Linked DNA regions of Zea mays: region 2 is linked to region 1. A link is a contact called in public Hi-C data. All regions are on one chromosome and are shown on one strand. Each heading gives the region's core, a stretch centred on a gene start, on an enhancer-like site or on the middle of the called end of the contact. The rest is flanking DNA. Distances are from core to core; before and after follow the strand shown.

Evidence for each region. Hi-C and Micro-C count contacts between places; a contact is called where the count stands out from the background.
Region 2: a contact with region 1 is called in a Hi-C map of ear, with 2.4 times the contacts expected there. The contact joins the promoter of LOC100276792 here to the promoter of LOC732791 in region 1. A contact is called at or near these places in 6 of 25 Hi-C or Micro-C datasets (bundle sheath, ear, endosperm and 2 more).

What each region holds. Positions count from the first base shown.
Region 1 is chr4:188,074,585-188,081,780 of Zm-B73-REFERENCE-NAM-5.0, reverse strand. It overlaps LOC732791 (pyruvate dehydrogenase 1), which reads right to left and starts at 4,459. Exons shown (of 8, transcript NM_001308504.1): 1 at 3,550-4,459; 2 at 3,369-3,448; 3 at 2,916-2,993; 4 at 1,416-1,511; 5 at 1,264-1,335; 6 at 1,068-1,121; 7 at 915-980; 8 at 1-229. The coding sequence starts at 4,231. The coding sequence ends at 185. LOC100381405 reads right to left here. Exons shown (of 10, transcript NM_001320805.1): 7 at 7,056-7,128; 8 at 6,898-6,959; 9 at 6,403-6,814; 10 at 5,437-5,859. The coding sequence ends at 5,741.
Region 2 is chr4:188,387,346-188,394,168 of Zm-B73-REFERENCE-NAM-5.0, reverse strand. LOC100276792 reads right to left here and starts at 3,131. Exons shown (of 1, transcript NM_001150503.2): 1 at 1,606-3,131. The coding sequence starts at 3,084. The coding sequence ends at 1,747. LOC100191809 (putative RING zinc finger domain superfamily protein) reads left to right here. Exons shown (of 3, transcript NM_001137234.1): 2 at 639-1,420; 3 at 1,494-1,729. The coding sequence ends at 1,629.

The sequences.
Region 1 (7,196 bases), core at 3,210-5,709:
AGTTAAAACTGAATTGTAGAAATGAAAAAAGGGCGAAACAACGAAGCTGATCCTCCAGACAACGCATCTCTATACAGGTTCATTTCCCGATAAAATATTCCAATAATGCCTGAGGCCTTCATCAAAAATTATTTTTCCTGGCTATCATACCATGTAATGAGGACTGCCTCATCATGCTGCCAACCTACGGAAGAGAAGCTCTCATCTCCTTCCTGTCTGGCCCAAATGACTGCACAATCAGCGAGTCAGGTCAGAACTAACCATGCGCATACAGTATATGATCAAAATGCAGAAAACGTAGTTGCAGTATATTAGAAGATGGTATAACAAATAAAGCAAAACCACTCGTTCCTGCACTGAGGTTCTTGTACAAAAAGGAAATAAAAACTACCATTACAATGGGAGTAATGGTAAAACTTTCTGGTCATAGTAAAAACTTGGGCACACCTTCGCAAAAAAAAATTTAAAATTTTGGCTATTGGTCTCTTTAAAATATTTATAATGGAAATATTTAGGACTTCCAAAGTAACACTGCAATCAAAATTAATGACTAAAGTTGCCATTCAAGACTATGCTGATGTCAGGAACAGAAGTGTTTGTGACCCAGATGTAGTACATCCAAAAGAGGCATAGTAAGAAAAAAGGAGGTACTGGAAATCATGAAAATTCACATCTGAATAGTTGAACATATGTACTACACGGTACAGGCAGCAGAAGTCCAACTCCTTATAAATAACCCTATCTAATATCGCCAAGATATCAGAAATGAAACTAATGTCACTTTGCATAATTAAGGAAATGGAACTAATTTCAGGCCGATAAATGTAAGTTCAGTGTTATAGCCTGCTCAACTTGTTTGGGACAAAAACTGATGTTGTAAATGCATGTAGATAAGATTTTTTTTGACAACTTACCTCCACGCCGAAGCCCTTCTTATAAACATTTGTGAAGAGTTCAGAAGTATCAGGCATAGAACTTTCCTGCAGATCAACAGGAGTATATGCAGTGGTAAGCATAACTAATTTGAAGCAAAAGAACGACAAAAGCATATCTAAATGCAATGGGACCTTTGCTTTAGCAATAGCGTCATCTACTTGTTTCCTGATTTCTTTCTCCATATTCTGAGAAGATAATAAGTATGTTAAACACTATAATATGAACTGAACGAAATAATATTTTGAAAATAATTTCCCTAATAAGCATTCTTTATGCTTCAATTATACATTTTATATACTCTTATGTATTTCCAAAAGAATTATGTACCTTGAGCTCAGCAGCATTTGCCAGGTCATGAGTCAAAAGCAACTTTCTAACCCTTTCAATTGGATCCCGTTCCTGATGATATTGTAACACAATTAATTGAAACACGCATAGCATGCTTTAAATTCCATACTGAAAGATCAAAACAACCTTACCTGCCTGACACCTGAAATCTCATCCCTGGTGCGGTAAGTGCTTCCTGGATCTGACATAGAGTGGCCATGGTATCTGTAGGTATCCATCTCAAGGACCTAGATATATAGAACCTTAGGGTTTTAGTAACCATTCTTCAGCACTAGAAATGAAATAATTATGCGAGCCTCTCCGCATTTGCAGGGAGAAGGCTTGCCTCGGTTTATGCCTTCCCCAGACCCCACTCATGTGGCCGGCACTAGGTCTGCCCCAACAAATAAAGCAAGCAAGTTATCAGAAATAGAGCTTGAGCATATGCACTTATGCCAAACCACCTAATGTACCTTTGGTACCAAAATAGCAGCAGCAGCAGCACATTTTAAGTTACTACGTCAGCATAACAGTGTTCCTCTAGTAGCAAGGCAGACCAGTGCCTAGCAGGCTAGACAGGACAAAACACCTAGGACGTGGCACAGTGAGCTGTGGACTATACGGATGTCTAGGGCAACAAACACAAAGCACTACCATATGATGCAATCATGCATCGATCGCCAAGTTAGCATCATTGTATGGTTATTTTCATATTTCACAAGTGAACAAGGATCAATTACAGTAGTTGACAAAGCTCAATTGTACAGCAGCCTTGATCAGAAAACGTACCACTCATTAGCAGATAGCAGACACAAATTGTTATTTTAATTGCACTGTGGATTACCGATACCGCAGCTGTGGAACCACGGCTCGGTTACCACACCGTGCGGCCACAGACCACGGTCCCAAACAGGGCCAATGTTGGATCTGGCAGACAAACAATATATGCAGCCATGTAGGTAGTTCAATAACAGCACAATTAGTACCACTATTGAAGACTTAATTAGCTGGAATAATGCTGACAAATCCTCTTATTCACCCTAAAATTCAATAATAATCTGGTGACAGAAATCTTGGAAAAATATTGTGTAGAGTTTTGACAATGGAAGATCCATACATTATATGTATATATTATGTTTCCCCAGCATAAAATGGTGAATGCATTGCTACCGTGTTAATTCTTTTAAAAAAATCAACTTGCGGGGGTAAGACAGCCCCAGGCATTATATTAAGAAGACCTTCTCACACAGGTCGAGAAACCCCCGAACCCCTGTCCCACCCGTCCCACCCATACGCAGCAGCAACGTAGCCCATGTGAGAAACGATCGTGACCGGTCCTTAGACCTGTGCTTTGGCGTGGGACAGACGAGGGGATTTTTTTAATCACAGCCTAAAACTCGCTCCCACAGGGAGTCGAACCCAAAACCTAAGGAGTGCTACTCAGACCACCTAACCAACTAAGCTAGAGCCAAGAGGCCCTTTCGCTACTGTGTTAAATTTTGGACTACGCTTTCAATTATTCATGTGAATTTAACTAAATATAATAAATCTAGCAACACAGAATAGCCAAGCCAACTCCGAGCCCTAATAGTAGTTATCCTACATGGGCTACATCCAAATAACAGAAGTCAGCAAAGATTCATAGTACTTACAATTGGGCCATTTGCGACAGCATGATCTTTTGCAAATTTGCACGCTTGCTTCACAGCAAGAACATCCATTCCATCAACCTGCACAAAATACAATTTAGTTATGTTTGTGGCACACTAAAAGTAATGCCAACATGAAGTCCAAGCTTAACCTATCCCCTTAAAAGTCAAATCTAGAGTTAACTCGATACGGGGGAACATGATGGTCCGAAAATGCATACATCATTCTTATATAATTTCAAATCAATACAAGATGTTTCTATATGCCATCCCCACTCAATTGTATGCCTGTATGCTTTGATCAATGGACAAACCCTATTCAGCAACTAAAGGGTGCAACACAGATAACATAGAGCCAAAGGCCACATATAAAACCACCATAAACATTCAAACATACCAAGAACCTAAACTATCGTGAATTCAGACACTATACGAGCAAACACAAAGAATAATTACCTTCAATCCAGGCACATAGTCGCCACGCTTGTAGTAGGCAGGGCTCTTTGCTGCCCTCCACTCCGCTGTTCCCATCCCATCTATACAAAAGAATCAAACCCAGACCACGTTATATTTGTCATAATGTAATCAGATTTATCTCAATCCAACCCCGATTCCCGGAATTGATGCACGAACTCACAATGGTTGTTCTCGCAGACCAATATGGCAGGCAGCTTCCAGAGGGCCGAAATGTTGAGAGCCTCAAAGAGCTGTCCCTGGTTAGCCGCACCGTCACCATAGAGCGCGAACGTGGCCGTGTCCTCCTTCTTGTACTTTTGAGCGAAGGCCAGGCCGCATCCGAGGGGCACCTGAGCGCCTACGATGCCGTGCCCACCGTAGAAATTGGCGTCCTTCTTGTAGAAATGCATGGATCCGCCCTTCCCGCGGGAGCACCCAGCCTCGCGGCCCATCAGCTCGGAGAAGGCGGAGACGAGGTCCCCTCCGCGGGCGAGGTAGGTACAGTGGTCGCGGTAGGCGGTGATGATGGAATCGGAGCGGGTGATGGCGGCCTCCATGCCGACGGCGACGGCCTCCTGGCCGTCGTAGAGGTGGCAGAACCCACGGATAAGCTTGGCTTTGTAGAGGGAGTCGGCCGCGATCTCCATGCGGCGCATGAGGGACATGTCGCGGAAGAAGGTGACGAGCTCAGCGGGGGTGGTGGTGACATCACGCGAGGGTGGGTCGACGAGGTGGGAGGTGAAAGGGACAGATGTCTCGATGGTGAACGCTGCCGTGGAGTCGGAGATCGGTCGCGCCGCCATGAATGCCGGGGCCTGGGCCCGGGCAGCGGGGAGGCGGCGAATGAGGGCGGCTGCGGCCATGGCGACGATCCACTAGGGTTTCGGGGTGGATGCGGGGCGGTGGGCGTGGGGAGGGAGGGGAGGTTGGTAGGAAGGAAGGAAGGAAGAAGATAGACGCGAGACTTTTATTCGCTTGTGTTGGAGGTGGGTTGGTTTGGCCTGCCTCCGCCCCGCTGAGCTTGGCAGGCTGACGGCGCAGACCGCGATTGTCCTAATAGATTTGCAATATGCTTAACAAATGACAACAATTTATTTGGAGAGCAAGAGCATCTCATTGACATTTAAATACCATTTTCGTATGGTATCTGATCTTTCTCGATTATAAAACGTGTTGCCTGGTTAGCATAATGTTCGAAGCAGGCCAGTGTACCTTTGGTTTTTTTCACTCTTGAGAAATTATTAGTAGCGCAAGTGGCTGCAGCTGCAAGTAGATCAGAACTTTCTTATTTGCACCAAGATCTGAAATGTACTAAGGGACAAACCAGATCAATTTGATATCAAATTGTAGCCAAGAGAACAGCTTTGTAGCTCACATGAATGGGGTTGGTGGATATTAGGCCCCGTTTCAATCTCACGGGATAAACTTTAGCTTCCTGCTAAACTTTAGCTATATGAATTGAAGTGCTAAAGTTTAGCTTCAATTACCACCATTAGCTCTCCTGTTTAGATTATAAACGGCTAAAAGTAGCTAAAAAGAAGCTGCTAAAGTTTATCTCGCGAGATTGAAACAGGGCCTTAGTGTCCCTGTCGATGACGTCAGGGAACTGGGAACATTTGATTAAAAATATTAGGTGGACGAACCAAAAGGCAATGGAGAGGAGCCAATCACTTGGAACATGTCTCGATCAAACCATCCATTTGAAGCGTTGTACAGCGTTCGGTGGGCCAGGGCATCTTAGCTCATGATTGTGATAGAGCAATGTACTACTGTTTTAGTCAGATTCATTTACTCAAAATACACCAATTAAGGCAATATCTTATGCATATAAATTGTGATCCAATATCTTCTGCATAAAATTAAGGCAAGACAATTGGACCAGCTGTTTTTGCACAATCAGAATACGGCCATACAGCCCAGGCCTGGGACTTTTATGACCACAACAAAAAGGAAATAATGAATAATATTTGAGTGATTGTTTCTGAAATTTAATTTGAATACAATCCTTTTTTTTTGTCGTGATAGACATACACAAGGTATACTTCATTATGACATGTTTCATCAGCATGGCCGGTGACAGAGGAAGTTTTAGAATCCACATAGGTAAGCACATAAACAACAATTAACAATAGAGAACCCACAGAAGTGAGATGATCATGATGTTTCTATTAGAGAGATTGGGAAACACCTCACACTCCTGGGGTATCCCTCTCTAATAGTTCCACCTGAAATAGCCTAGAAACATCCTGCATTGAGTAAATACAATGAACCCTAGGCTCAATCATGTCTTTGTTTCCTCCGTTTTAACAGATTGTACAGGTAAAATACACAAGCATGCACTAAGAACTGCAATGCTTGGCCCTAAAATTTGCCTACAAAAAATGGTTAACAGGATGACCAAAGTGTTGTTGCATGATGCTGCTGCCTTGAGCAAATTCAGAATACCATGTCTTCCACGCGTCGACATAATGGACAAATAGATCACTGAGTGCTGCATTCAGAAAAATGGAAATGTTTTAGTGTAACATATAGCTGTGCACATTTTATGTCTTGCAATTATCCCAGTCCTACTCCAAACTTCCAATAAAAGAGTTTGCATAGAAGTGATGATAAATGTCAAATGATCATAATGAACTATTGGGCATTGTCAAGTGTCCTGCATAATAGCTTATAAAAACTCAACAAATATCATATTAGGTTCTAAATAGAAGATAATGATGTCACGCTAGAGATGCGTTGCAGTGTTCTCCTGAGGTCAAATTTCATTTTCAGACTTTCTAGCTGACATGTCTCTCTAGCTGTAGTTGCAACAGGGGCTGCCAAAGCTTACATGATTAAACAGGATTGGCAGAGTGATTCCATCTGAAGACCATCAGATGCCAATCCTGTTTGACCATAGTTATATAATTAGCTTAATCCTAATTATATAAAACTACAGCTAGACAGACATGCTATACACATACTTCCGATGCTCAAGTAGAAAAACCATAGTTTTGTCCTAAGGAACAAAACAGGATTGAAGTACTGAACCCACCTTGGTTCTGGTACTGTGGTCGAAATGAAGCAGAAAGGCTCTCCCAGTCCTCAGCCCTCTCCCTTTGCCCAGGCTTATTGCCGCCATCAAGTCCATGTTTCCTTGCGCCAGAAGGGTGGAAAGGACCATAAACAAAGCCACTTTGTTTACCCTGCCCCAGCCGACTACGCACAGCTAATTTGCAATTCGTCAAGACATCACCACTACTCTGTACAAGTTTTGCTTTCTTCTTATTTTTTGAATCTAGATTACTTCTATGCATGTCAATGTTAGTGAGTTCTGTTCCAAACGCTCTTTTCTTTGATGCGATCTTCCCTGGTGGGGGCACAGCAACTGTGACACCATTTTCTGTGTTCAGCGTTGCCCTACCCAACCAACGAAACGCAGGCTTTCTCGAGTCCCCTTGATGTATCTGTCCACAGTTCAAGAACGTATGTTAAGAAACATGTTACTACCGGATTGCAACTTAATCGTCAGCAAGCATCAAAAGCCTACCTTCTCAATTAGATTCAGTGAAGACAGGACATTGGCAATGTCATATAACCTCCGAACTTTAGCTGCATTACCAATACATTGTAAAGATCAAATTAAGTTGTATTTCCTGACAATGCTACTGTCGCAAGTTTAGAGAAAGACAAAATGAAAGTACTGACTTCTCATATTGGTCTCCTCGTGGCCTTCTCCAAGGAGCAGTTTTGCAGCTTCATCGAGTGAGATCGTGTCAACCTGCTCCAGGTATAGATTTCATATCAGTGGACTGATCACGCATGAATCCTCAGGCAGAAATGCAGGGT
Region 2 (6,823 bases), core at 1,882-4,381, 310 kb before region 1:
AACATGCATTGCTTGTCTTGCTTATTTCATTGCAGGGGGAAAAAAGAATATATGGATAAGATGGGTCAGACTTTTTCATTGATAGTTGATTCTCAAGACCAGTTTGAACTGAAAACATTGTATTATTTTTCTCTACTCTCCCTGTTCATCAGAAACATAAATAAGTGTTAGAATTTGAGATGTCAAACATCATTAGCTTTGTGGGTTTCACCGTAGTTTTTTAGCCATGTCTTGACCAAAACATCATGTCCAGTCAATGGGTAGTTCACTAAGATGTCAGTTTACAGTTATCCAGTACTCACAAACACTAAGGTGCAGGTAAACCCTAGAATGGACCATTTGTTGTAATGCAACTGCATGATGTTTTGAGTCATTTGTTCAGCAAGAAGTGTAAATCTGATATGCATCTAGTCCAGTGCATCGATAAATTTTTTTTTCACCTCTTGTTTCAGCAGATCAGCTGTGGTCTGTGGGAGAATTATTGGTGTACATCTAAAAATTCAATAGTCAACTTCTTAAGAATGTTATCTGGTTTTATGATGATACCTACCTGACCTGCACCCCCTATGTGTTCGAGAAAACCTAATGAATCACTCTTGTGACCAGAATTTCCTAACATAGACTCTGTGCATTTGCAGATGCTTGGCATTTGGCGCCCGTCAGGGAAGAAGGTGGCAGATATGATGAATCAGGTTCTGTCAGTGAAAAGGAAGTTTGATCAATGTGAGGTGTCACTCGTTGGGGCAAGCCAAGTCAGCCATGTGGTAAAATTAGCAAGAGATTCATTAGCCGCTGAGATCACCAAGGCTCGTTCTGCCAATGCTAGAGAGGAGAAAAGAGAAAGCTGCGCCATCTGCTTGGAAGACACTGACGCTACCAAAATCCATGCGGTTGAAGTGTGCGCGCATCGCTTTTGCTTCTCGTGCATGAAGGAGCACGTGAAAGTTAAGCTGCTGAATGGAACTCTCCCAGGTTGCCCACAAGAGGGATGCGCCACGAAGCTCAGTGTGGAGGGTTCGAGGGTATTTCTTTCGCCGCGGCTGGTAGAGATCATGGTGCAGCGCATGAGGGAAGGACAGATCCCTCCGAGCCAAAAGGTCTACTGTCCGTATCCCAGGTGCTCGGCCTTGATGTCCTTGGGGGAAGTGATTCATCCGATGCAGGAGTCCTCATCAAGGCACACGGCTGCTGATGCTGCCACGTTGAGGAAGTGCGTGAAATGCAGAGGCTCCTTCTGCCTGAGCTGTAAAGTCCCATGGCATGATGGCATGGGTTGCTTTGAGTACAAGATGTGGTACCCCCTCGCTCACCCAGGAGATGCCAAGCTGCAGAACCTGGCAAGGCAGAGGCTGTGGCGCCAATGCGTGAAATGCAAGCACATGATCGAGCTTGCGGAGGGCTGCTACCACATGATCTGCGTGTAAGGCCAGGCATTCTCCTTTATGATAACTACTATGTGTGCCAGTGCTAAAAAGCCCTCTGTTGCATTGCAGGTGCGGCTATGAGTTCTGCTACACCTGTGGGAAAGAATGGAAGAATAAGAAAGCAAGCTGCTCCTGCCCGCTGTGGGATGAACGCAACATCATCAGAGATGAAGACGACGATGACGACGAAGATGATCTTTACTAGAGAAGGCTGTTTTTGCTGCTTTTTTTAATGATGATATTCAGCGGCTGCATGGATACATTGAAATGACCACCTGATGTTGAAATTGAAACTGCTCATCCTGTACATGTTGGGTACTGCTTATGAGCGTGTAGCTGACACTGTCGAAGGGGGGATGACACCGCCTCCTTCTTCTTCATCTGGTGGCTCCTGCATCGTGGCCAGCTCTTCCTGCAGAGTCGGATGGCGATGCATCGGCGTGTCCAGCACCACCACCACCTCGTAGGCGTCTGCCGTACGGACCTCCTGCGCTAGCGAGCACGGGTAGCAGCAGAGCCACAGTAGGCAGTCGGTGAGGTCCGGCTTGCCGCAGCAGGCGCGGTTCTCGGGGAGGCCGAACCGCCTGCGCATCTGGATCCTCCAGAATCCGCCGTAGAGCAGGCCGAACACGCAGAGGAAGATGCCGGCCAGCCCCAGCGCGTCCCTGACCGCCTCGTCGTCCACGTTGATGGCCGCCAGGTCCAAGATGAAGAAGGGCGCCAGGCACAGGAGCACGAAGGTGGCGACGTGGACGTACATGTTGCCCAAGCCGAGCCTGCTCGCGTTCCACCCGAACACGCAGCAGCTGCAGAACAGCGACAGGTACGCCAGCGACATGTCGTCCCACAGGTCCTCCCACAGCCCGCCGACCCACTGCGGTTCTTCTCCTTGTCCTTGCCGTGGCACCAACGAGTAGCGCCTCTCGGTGTCGGGCGTTTTGCGCTGGAGCTGCGACTCTTCCTCACTTATTATCATCCCCTCCGCCGGCGCCGGCGCCTCGTAGTCTCTCCCGAGAGGACTGAGGTTGTTGTACATCCCAGCGACGGCCGGCGCGCAGATGGCGACCGCTACGGTGAGGGCGACACCGACCACCGGACGCCGGGGCCTCCGGTAGCCAAGGTTGAGGCCACAGAGCGCGTACTGAGCAAAGCAGTTGAGGTGGAGCAGCAGGATGACAGCCGTCATGTGCTTCCTCTCGTTGGGCTTGCAGGCCCCGTCCTTGCAGTACGCTTGGCGGAGCTGGTGCATGTCGCCGGCCTTCCAGCGGCACACGAGGGCCAGGTGGTAGAACCTCCTCGGGTGCTGGTACAGGCACATGAGGGTGAAGAGCGCGTTCAGGATCTGGTTGTTCACCTCGAACCACGTGTCCCTCCGCGGCTTGCTTGGCAGCACGCGGTTGAGCATCCCCGTCATCACCATGAAGAGGATGGCGCCCGAGACGCCGACGGCCAGGATCCAGACGGACAGGGCCATGTTCATGGGGTTCCGGATCCACGCCCTGGACTTGACCCACAGCGACCTGCTCCACCACTGGATACCTCCTCCAATCATCTGTCGGGTGGAGGAAGATGATGAGACTGAGTTCTGCTCCTGCACGGATTTCTCCGGCAGCAGCCCCCCTGTGGGAGGAGTCGTACGTTGTTGGCCCAAAACGACCATCTTGGAGGAGGATTTCTGCCAAGATGGTGATGGCAATTGGCAATGTCAGGTTGCTTGCTTTGCTTGGAGTCTTGGACGCCTCACCTCCACCTGGGTGGTCTGGGTCGACAAGTTCAAGGTCAATCTTGTTGGGCTGCGCGCCTCGGACTCTTCCACGGCGACCTCGGCTTGGCCTTTTCATTCCAGTCAAACAAAACAAAAACAACCAGCGGCTTTTTAAATAATGATCTGGGAGTTTGCCTTGCTTTCTACAAATTAGTTTTCCTTTTTTTAAAAGAAAGGAAGAAAAGTAGTATCAGTATGTCTAGGGGGGGTGGTTCCACCACTATAGTATTAGGAAGATATATCATCATGAAGCTCTTCCATTGATTTAGGATGGTTGATGTTCAGGAATCCTCCTCCGTTTCCTCATCATCCGACATGTCACTAAAAAATCTTACTCTTCTTATTTTTCTTCTTTTCCAGTGGAGTCGATAAAAAGTGCGTCGACACTAATTTGTATTACATACTATCAATGGCTAGCATGCCCGCGCTTGGGAACAACCTACCTTGATCGCAATGAGAACGTATCGGCGGAACGACGAAACCGACGATTAAGCTGTTATTAATCTTGTTCTTCTCCGGGTAGTGACCTGATGGTGCTCTCTGCGGAGGCGTAGACGGTCCGCGGCATAGCGCTGGACGGTCCGCGACCTGGGCGCAGCAGCGTCTGCTCTTCTGCGTACGTTCGGACGAAGGTGAAGATTTGAGGTAGAGGGAGGCTAAACTAGATATACTCCTAATATATAAGCTAAAAACGATAAGTAGAGTTGATTGGATCGATTGTGGAGGTTCAATCGGTCGTACCCTTCATCTATATAAAGGGAGAGGTTTGGACCTGTTATAAGTCGGTTCTCGAGTTAATCCCATAGATTTAGCTAACAAATCCTGTAAGAAATCTAGAACCCTAACTGATTCTGCGTACGCGTGGACGGTCTGCGCCGCTACGACAGAAAGTCCGAACCAGTCCGCGCCACTACGACAGACAGTCCGGACCCCGGACCGTTCGACCTCAGGGCCGGACCATCCGCAAGGACATCTCTGGTGCTCAACATATACCCCTGACTTTTGGTGGAGGTTGACGAACCAAAAGCATATGCGCTGCTAGCACCCTTTGGGAAACAAAAGATTTCATAAGTAATTTTGTTTTCGAAGTAAGAACTAAGTTGTAGCACTGCAAAACTGTATCATGATGGAATAAGAAACATCTCTAAAGCTTAATGTTTAGGAAATGGTAAATATAAAATTTTGGTTATATACTTAAATTGAAGTCTTAAGTAAAAATGGTGGTAAGATGTCCTATATGAAATACTCCTATTTGGTAAATCTCATACTTATTAAATTTCATGCATACAAACACCTATCGGAATAGAGTAAACCAAGGTAAATAAATATAATCATATGTACATATATCTCACTCAAAGTAAGTAGGAAACAAATATTCATTTTTGAATTAATTACCACTCATCATATTTTTCCTAAAATAAGCCATAAGTAAGTTTATCTTTATTATATAATTTGGAGCATATACTTAAAGAGAAGTAATAATAAGTAAATAAATAAGCAAATATATATATATATTTTTGCATTGGTATGCTAGAATTTTTATTTTGTCTCTTCGAATTTGAAAATTGAATTTGATTTGGAATTACGATTTGAATTAGGGAGAAAACAAAACTGAAAATAGAAAAAAGAGAAAGACTAAACCTGCTGCCGACTGCCGAGCCGGATTCACTTCCCTCGACCCAATTACCTCTCGCGCGTGGCCCAACTGGGGATCCCCGGCGCCAACATGTGGCCCCCACACGTCAGCCTCTTTATTTCCTACGTGTGCGCCAGCTTGCCCTCACTGGCCCTGTCGGGTGGGCCCGCTCACCGGTCTCAACTGCGTGGGCACACTCTTGCGGGTGGACCCTAGGTGTCAGCTTCTCCGCGTCATCATAACAAAATCGATGAAACGAACAGCGACCGCCATTGCCGGGGATCTCGCGGGTGGTTCTCTCTCGGACTTTAGGGTATAAGTTCCTCTGTGCCTCGCACCGCCCCGTCGGGTCTTAGGCAAGTAAGGGGGGAGCTGGGGCGAGGTTGTGCACCTTTGACACACTAGTGGGGTTTGCCACTAGCGTGTCAAAGGTGTCTGGGGCCCTACTCTAGGGAATTAGACACCGGGGTGCACCTAATTGCTCGTCGGAGCACCACCGGCCCGCTTCTTGTCGCGGATACCTCTCTAGGTCATCTTCCTGGGTATGTCGCCTTTAAACTCATTCCCGAACACCTCTGCTTCACGTAGGGATGGTCTATTTTGGTTTTGGGGTGTGTGGGCGCCATACCAGTGTTCATCGGCGAGGGCATCCGTCGTGTGGTCTATTTCTGTCGCCTCACTGGCTCCGCGGGGAAGATGAGATTGTGGCTGTCGGATCGATGATGGACGACCTAGATTAGAACAAAGGATACCCCTTCATGAATAGATTTTGAACCGTGGATCTCAAATCCATCAGCTCGGAATAGATCACGGGTTTTAAAACTAGGAGCGTCGATTTGGGATCTAATGGTGGAGAGCGTGCATCAGTTTTATGGTGATCTAATTTAATATGGGTCGTTCAGCCAAGATCGGGTGGCTCAGAGTGGCCGATACCCCTTCGGTCTGGAAAAATCACTAAAGAGTCCCTGTATGTTTTATGAATCAACCCGCAGCCCACCTTAAAGCAAAGATCATCTCCGATTGGTCCTGTTAATTATAAAGAAGCCCCTGCACTCTTAAGTATTATTGCCCGCAGTCCTAGGGATATTTAAATTACGCAAATTGATATGGAAAAATGATTTTTAGTATAAAATTAATCCTAGAAAATTTGATAAATCATATCATGATCATTTTAACTCCAAATTACACCATTCCAGTTGCATTAAATTCATAATAATATTGCTTATCATCTGGTAACCTTAGTTTGTTGTAAAATCTAGATTAAAAAATTATGCACTTAGTTTCTTTTTATCCAACACTTAAATTTTTAGAAAATCATAACTCTTTAACCGTAATTCTGAATTTAGTGGTTCTCGAACCTAGGTTCTCGGTACGACACGTAGATCATTATTATGTAGTTTCTTTTTATGTTTGGTGTAATGTTAATTTTGCCTATATCTTGTTTGTTTGTATTGCTACGAGTAGCAGCGAGGTTGCGAGTCACTTGAAGTACAAGTTGGTAGTTGAGGATCTCAAGTCTAAGGCAAGTTGTGCCCTTGGTCACTTTTCTTTACCCAATAATGTTCCTGTTAATCACTGTGACATGCTTAGGTTAATCTGATGGGACTTATTAGGTTTCCCTAGACTTGCTTATCCCACACCTTGTTTACCACTGAACTTTTGGGTAGTTTTGCTATTGCTCTACCTAGTTTTGGGATTAATATTATATTATGATCATGTTCCAGTTATACTGTTGTTTTAATTATTGTTCATGACAAGATCATTGTGTTAATGGGAACATGGAGCTTAGCTTGAGATATCTGTGGTACCACAAGGGTGGAAATGGACGCCCTTGACTGACTAATTAGGAAAGCTAGTGGAGGACTACCTTACCCGAAAGGGGCAAGGGCGGTAGAGGATCTGCGTATTGGGATGTTCTCGGGTTGATCATGTTGCGATGGCTTTTTGGACGAGGGGTTCCTATATTGCGCTTCTTAGAAACCGTAACGGGTTTTCTGA